2 separate regions of the Lactuca sativa genome follow, and region 1 is linked to region 2. A link is a contact called in public Hi-C data. All regions are on one chromosome and are shown on one strand. Each heading gives the region's core, a stretch centred on a gene start, on an enhancer-like site or on the middle of the called end of the contact. The rest is flanking DNA. Distances are from core to core; before and after follow the strand shown. Region 1 holds the start of LOC111895361 (protein NUCLEAR FUSION DEFECTIVE 4). Region 2 holds the start of LOC111895379 (acetolactate synthase 1, chloroplastic).

Region 1 (3,777 bases), core at 667-3,166, 470 kb after region 2:
GCGAGAAAGTTATACAACGCTCCGAAGCTCTTTAAACCAAATAACTCCGAAGCCGCAGATGGAACTATAGCCCAATGAGCTCCGTAGCAAGAACCCATTACGACGGAGACGATGTAAATTGCCCCTGGTGCCCCCATTGCGTAGTAAAATAACGAAAATGCCATCACTACTTGAACAGCAGCCATGGCGACTGGTCTTGGGTATGCGTATTTCCTTACGATGATCTCGGAGAAATACCCACCAGCAACACGACCAAGAAAGTTCCAGATACTGATCATGGAGACGAAGATATGAGGGTTTTCGTAGCCTAAAGATTCACACATTTGACCAAGATTATCGATTACAGTCAACCCAGAACCAGATGCGAGAACTAGAGAGAAGAACATGAGCAAGAAATCGGCTTTCTGTAATGCTTGAAATAAAGTGAAATCCTCCCCTCTTCGTGGACCTTTCTTCTTCTTCACATTCACAGCTCCATCCGCAGCTGCTTGAACCAGTTTCGCTTGCAAATGGGAGATTCTCTTTTCCCTTTCGGTGTCGGGAAGTGAATCGATTTCTGAAGTTGTTTCGTCTTCTACTTCGCTTAAAATGACATCAGGGTTTTGATTCTCGATGAGAAGGGTTTCTTCCATGGGATCATGGGATTTGGGGGAGAAGAACACTAAAAAGATTGGAATCGTAACGGGAAGTAATACAAGAATCAGTAATCCGATTGTTAGGGCAATGATTGTGGGCTGGTTTAAATTGACAAGATCTTGAAGGATTAGAACAGCTAGAAGATAAGCAGCGAGGATTAGGCAAACGCCATATAGAGCTAAAAAGCTTGTGTTATCAGATTGTCGAGCTTGTCTATGGCCGCCGACTGGTCTAACGATGAACATGACGGATAAAATCACGATCGTGGGGCCAACTGCCACCACGAAAATAATGGCGGATTCATCGGGGAAATTGAACATGGTGTAAACTTGTGTCAAAATAGCTCCGCTCAAGCCGGCGAAACCCTTGAGGATTCCGACGACTGGACCACGGCTTTTGGGGAAGTTTTGGACGCCGGAAACAAGAGCTCCGGTGTTGAAGTAGGTTTCGCCATTTGTTCCAACGAATATGCAAACACATAGCTGCACATAAAGTTGGAAGCTTTAGAAAAGGCCAATTTGAACTAAAAACAAAATATTAGTTCTCGAATTTGAAACTCCATAACTCTTTCTCCTTTTGACTTTTAAAAGTCAAAAGTGGATTCCAGGAACAAATCTTATCTCAAAAGAAAGTTTAATTCTAACTTTTGAAAACTCCGTTGGATAAACACATAAACAAATAGGCAGTCATGATCCTATTTTCACAAAATCACTAACAAACGTGTTTCAATCTTCAAAGTCAACAAGCTATACATACATACATACATCTATATTGAGAGAGAGAGAGAGAGAGAGAGAGACTTACCACCCATAAAGGCAACTCCGGCAGGGTGCCATTGACAGTGAGCCAAACGAGACCATAGCCAAAGAAATTCTGAGCAACGCCGATGAAAAGAACGACCCAAATCGGAGCAACTTCACACAAACTTCCGGCGATGAACCCGATAGCATCACCGATATCTTTAGCGACACCCAACGCTGCAATCTGCCTCTGATTATAACCCATGGTGCTCTTGATCACCGGCGATATGCTCCCATACATATACCCAATCCCGGAACAAGATTGAACCCACATAGAAGCCACAAAAACTAGCCATCTGTTGCTCAGAAAAGTGTTCACCTTTTCTGGTAATCGGATCATCGTTGTGAGTTCAAGAAAAGCCAAGAAAGATTGTCAAGATTACATGAACAAGGTCAGAAGCTTTATGGGTGTTTCAGATTGCTACGCAAAGAAGATGGAGTTGTGTTTGATTTTTATTTTTATTTTCCCAATGGGTGTTCTTTAAATTGAGATTATATGACTGTTTTTTTATAAACACGTGTTTGCCATTATAAAATGTTTTTTTTATTTTTTCATGCAAATAAACGCTAAAGACTTTTATTTAGTTTTATGTCTACAAGGTGAGTAAATTACACAAATGGTCCCTACGGTTAGTGGTAATTTGCATGCTTGATCCCTAACTTATTTTTTTAACTCGGAAGGTCCCTATTATTTGTTTTTGTTACGCGATTGTTCCCTATTATTTGTTTTTGTTACGCGTTTGGTCTCTGTCTTACCTAAAAACACTATTATTTAAATAGAAAAAAATGATGGAGTATATAAGATAAGGTGAAGGGGTGGGGTTGAGGTATGTTTATTTAAATAAATTAAAAAAAATCAATGGAAAAATAGTCTTTTTAGGTAAGACAGGGAGCAAGTGTCTAACAAAAGCAAACAGTAGGGACCTTCCGAGTTAAGAGAATAAGTTAGGGACCAAACGCGCTAATTACTCTAAACTATAGGGACCATTCATGTAATTTACTCTTTAAAGATCGATAAACTTGTAAAAAATAATAATAATAAACAAATAAATAAATAAATATTAACTTTTCCATTTGTCAGACGTGAGGCCCTAGCAGCCATAGAACACGATTTCACGTACCTACCTTCTCGTTTTTGTAGTATTGGTATTGTTGGGGGTAGGTATGAGATCTCCATGTTTTTTTTTTATTATTATTTTGAAAAGGACATGAAGTAACTAAACAAAAAAAAAAGTATTTCCATGAATAATTATTAGGTATAATCATAGAATGTAATTTAATTTTTATCACATTTGGTCATTAATTATTTTTCGTTTTTATTAACCCTTGAACTTGTTGAAACATGTATATTATATCAGTAAGACCGGTAATAGTGGATTTTGCCGGTTTCCGGCGTTATTTCCAGTCAAAAATGAGTTTTTAGGTCCTCTTCTCCGGTTAAACTTGGTTTTTCGGCGTTGCTTCTGATGATATCTTCGATGTACAACCCCTCTTCATCATCGACTACACCATTTCCCTTCTTCGATCAATATGTTTCCTTCTGATTTCTACAAGGATTGATTCGACGAAGTTGTACTAGTCGGAGCTTTGAACATTCGCCAAGATCCGATGGGAGCTCACCATGAGGTTTCTGCAGTTTCCAATCTCGTCTGGGATTTCTCCGGTAAGGTCGTCATTTCCTTCTTCTTCTCTCTAAATCGATTGCAGACGCCAAGCTCTGAACTAGGAAACGTAACTTTGACCCAAATGTTTGTAAGAAACAATGCAATCGACGCCATGAAAGAGCACATTAGGGTTGTCATTAAAGAATCAGGGCTACTCGAAAACCTTCTCCAACAAAAGATTGATACCGATGTTGGATCCTTTGGTTTCATTTGTATGACAGAGAATGCAATATTTTCGGGTTATAGTAATGATCCGATAAATGAGATTGGTTTCCTCGAAGGGTATAGGAGGGATTGGAATTTACCAGGGAAGATCTTAGGGTTCTTGTCGACAACTTCAGTGAAGAAAAAAGTGAAGTTGAAGGAGGAAAGGTGTATAATCGGAAAGGGTTTTTCAAGACAATATCTACATTTATTGAAGGAGGAAAGGTGTGATATCTACATCTATATCATGAAGGAGTCTAGCCATGCAATTTTCGCCAAAAATAGGTCGTGACATCACGATTATGTAATATTCGGTTATGTCTAAATAACCATATTTCTAACCACCATTTTGGCGCCATAATGCATGTAGCCACCATTAACCAAGTTCCAACCATTTTCTTACATCTATATAAGGATGATAACCATTCCAAAATTGGGTTGATCACACATGTACACAAAAATGATCATAGGTA
Region 2 (3,389 bases), core at 695-3,194:
TTGTCTGAATCGCCGCCCTAAGATCGCCGATTTTTGTTACTCTTGCTGAGGGGATATCACAAGCTTCTGCAAATTTCAACATATTCGGGAATATTTCTGTTTCTTTTGATGGGTTTCCAAGATACGTGTGAGCTCGATTCGCTTTATAAAAGCGATCTTCCCATTGAACAACCATACCCAGATGTTGATTGTTCAGTAACAGAATCTTCACCGGAAGATTCTCCACTCTAATGGTGGCGAGTTCTTGAACGTTCATCATGAAGCTTCCATCACCGTCGATGTCAACGACTATGGAATCAGGTCTTGCAACGGCGGCTCCAATGGCAGCAGGGAGGCCAAACCCCATGGCTCCTAGTCCACCGGAGGTTAACCACTGTCTAGGGCGGTTGTATTTGTAAAACTGAGCAGCCCACATCTGATGTTGACCAACTCCGGTGCTGATTATTGCGTTTCCACCAGTCAATTCATCGAGCACTTGGATTGCGTATTGAGGAGGAATGGCATCTCCGAAGGTTTTGAAACTCAATGGGTGGGTTGACTTTTGTTCATCTAATTCCTTCTTCCATGATGAGAAATCAAGATTTTTCATCTCACCTTTTTCTTCGAGAATCTTGTTGAGACCCTGTAATGCGATCTTGATATCACCACAAACGGAAACATGGGGTGTTTTGTTCTTACCAATTTCTGCAGAATCGATGTCAATGTGAACGATTTTGGCTCTGCTAGCAAACGCTTCAAGCTTTCCTGTTACACGATCGTCGAATCTAACCCCAAACGCTAGCAACAAATCACTTTTATCTACTGCATAATTCGCATAAACAGTTCCATGCATTCCGAGCATTTGAAGGGATAAATCATCGGAAGCTGGGAAAGCTCCGAGACCCATTAAAGTACTGGCGACTGGGATTCCGGTGAGTTCAACAAATCGGCGCAATTCAACGCTGGAATCCAAACAGCCACCGCCGGTGTACAAAACTGGTCTTTTTGACTCTGCTATTAAACGAATAATCTGTTCTAAATGTTCTTCGTTTGGTGGTTTTGGTAATCGAGATAAGTAACCAGATAATCTCATGGGTTCATCCCATTTGGGTACGACTAATTGTTGCTGAATATCTTTCGGGACATCGATTAGAACAGGACCAGGTCGACCGGAAGATGCGAGATAGAAAGCTTCACGGACGACACGGGGGATGTCTTCGACATCCAAAACAAGGTAATTGTGTTTAGTAATGGAACGCGTTACCTCCACAATCGGGGTTTCTTGAAACGCATCGGTTCCGATCATTCTCCGGGGGACTTGGCCGGTGATGGCAACAATGGGGATACTGTCGAGCAGCGCGTCAGCAAGGCCACTTACCAGATTGGTAGCTCCGGGACCGGAGGTAGCGATACATACGCCGGGAAGACCAGAGGCGCGAGCATAACCTTCGGCGGCGAACACACCGCCCTGTTCGTGGCGAGGGAGGACATTTCGGATGATTTGAGACCGGGTCAGAGCTTGATGGATCTCCATGGATGCGCCGCCAGGGTAGGCGAAGACGTCGGTGACACCTTCGCGCTCGAGAGCTTCGACGAGGACATCGGAACCTTTTCTGGGTTGGTCAGGGGCGTAGCGGGAGACAAAAGGCTCCGCAGGCAGCGGAGGACGGGTAGTGGTGGAGGCGGCGGTTGTCGGTTTTGAATCGGAGAGGACATTGGAGATGTGGAGACGGTGGCGTTTTTTATGATTGGAAGCAATGGGAAGGGCAAATCGAGGGAGGAGGGTGGTGCGCGGCTGAAATGGGTGGGTGATAGAAGGAGGCTTGGCGGAGACGGGAGGGTTTGGTGAAGCAACGGCCGCCATAGTTGAATGTTGTCTAGGGTTGGAGTAGGTCTCTGGTTGAAATAGAGGGAATGATGGTGAGGAAGCAGATCCTTGTTTTTCTTAATTAAATTTTAGTTTTTATACATTTTGAACGAGTTGTGCTATAAAGTATAAAATAAAGTTTTCTTTTTCTTATTTTGTATTATTAGTCTGCAATTAATTATTCTATCCTATTTCAACCCCGGGCATAATATTTCAATAAGTTTTAGTGCAAACTACAAAAAGTAGTCGTATGGTTTGTTATTCTTTTCAGATTCAATCCAAAAAAAAAAAAAATTAATTTGCAGTAATAGTTTAAAATCAGAATTTCCTTTTTTGTTAGTTTTGGTCCCTAAGAAAATTTATTTGTTTCGTGGATGGTCCATATCAAATTTGAAAGGACTAATTTGCCCCAAAATAAGCTTATTTTGCTTCGATCTTGCAAAGACGTTGTCAAACTATTATTTGGTTCGAAGACATGCCAACCCGTTCACATAAAGGAGGTGACATGTTCTTTAATAAAGAACTAGGAAAGAGTCCATGCTCCGCATGGGTTGGAAATAATTTAAAGTTTTCTAAAAAAATTGGCACAAAAGTGACGGTTGTCAAAGTTTAGTGGCGTTAGTGTAAAGAATCATCAAACTTTAGTGCCAAGAGTGTAAATAAGTAAAAGTGAAAGTTTTGTGGCAAAAGTGTAAAGAAATAAAAATAAAATGGCAAAAATATGCATTGGAAAAGGTTCATGTTAAGGCAAAAGTGTAAATAAATAAAACTAAAGTGGTAAAAGTATGAATTGGAAAAAGTTAAGGCAAAAGTGTAAGGAAATAAAAGTATAGTGGCAAAAGTATGAATCGAGAAAAGTTAAAAGTGGCCAAAGTACAAATTAAAAAAAGTTAAGTCAAAAATATAAAGAAATAAAAGTAAAGTGAATAAGAAATAAAATTAAAGTGGTAAAAGTATAAATTGGAAAAAGGTTAAGACAAAAGTGTAAGGAAATAAAAATATAGTGGCAAAAGTATGATTAAGAAAAGTTAAAAGTGACAAAAATATGAATTAAAAAAAGTTAAGGTAAAAATGTAAAAAAATAAAAATAAAGTGTCAAAACTATGAATTGAAAAAGATTACTGTTAAAACCATCCATGTGCTTTAATATATATATATATATATATATATATATATATATATATATATATATATATATATATATATATATATATATATATATATATATATATATATATATATATTATTGTTGATTGAGGACATGGTGATCTGTGGAGGTCCGTTCTTTAGTGACGTCAAATGACGATTTGTTTCACTATACATAGTTTGTTGGCTTGTGATTGTACTTAGTGGTAGAGGCTTCTTCCTATGATGAATGTAGGTGGGTAGCTGTCCTAATTATCTAGAACCGGTATTGGCGGTTCCTAAAATGTTGGAACCGAAACCGAAAATAGGTGGATATCGGTTCCAATATCGGGTACCTGTTTTGTTAAATTTTTTGAATTTTTAAAATTTATAAAAGTATGTCTATTTTAAACTTACA

What was found. A called contact is a pair of places that touch in the nucleus more often than the background predicts.
Region 1: a contact with region 2 is called in a Hi-C map of leaf, with 9 times the contacts expected there. The contact joins the promoter of LOC111895361 here to the promoter of LOC111895379 in region 2. A contact is called at or near these places in 2 of 4 Hi-C or Micro-C datasets (bud and leaf).

What each region holds. Positions count from the first base shown.
Region 1 is chr4:138,401,791-138,405,567 of Lsat_Salinas_v11, forward strand. It overlaps LOC111895361 (protein NUCLEAR FUSION DEFECTIVE 4), which reads right to left and starts at 1,917. Exons shown (of 2, transcript XM_023891441.3): 1 at 1,441-1,917; 2 at 1-1,118. The coding sequence starts at 1,776.
Region 2 is chr4:137,930,986-137,934,374 of Lsat_Salinas_v11, forward strand. It overlaps LOC111895379 (acetolactate synthase 1, chloroplastic), which reads right to left and starts at 1,945. Exons shown (of 1, transcript XM_023891462.3): 1 at 1-1,945. The coding sequence starts at 1,843.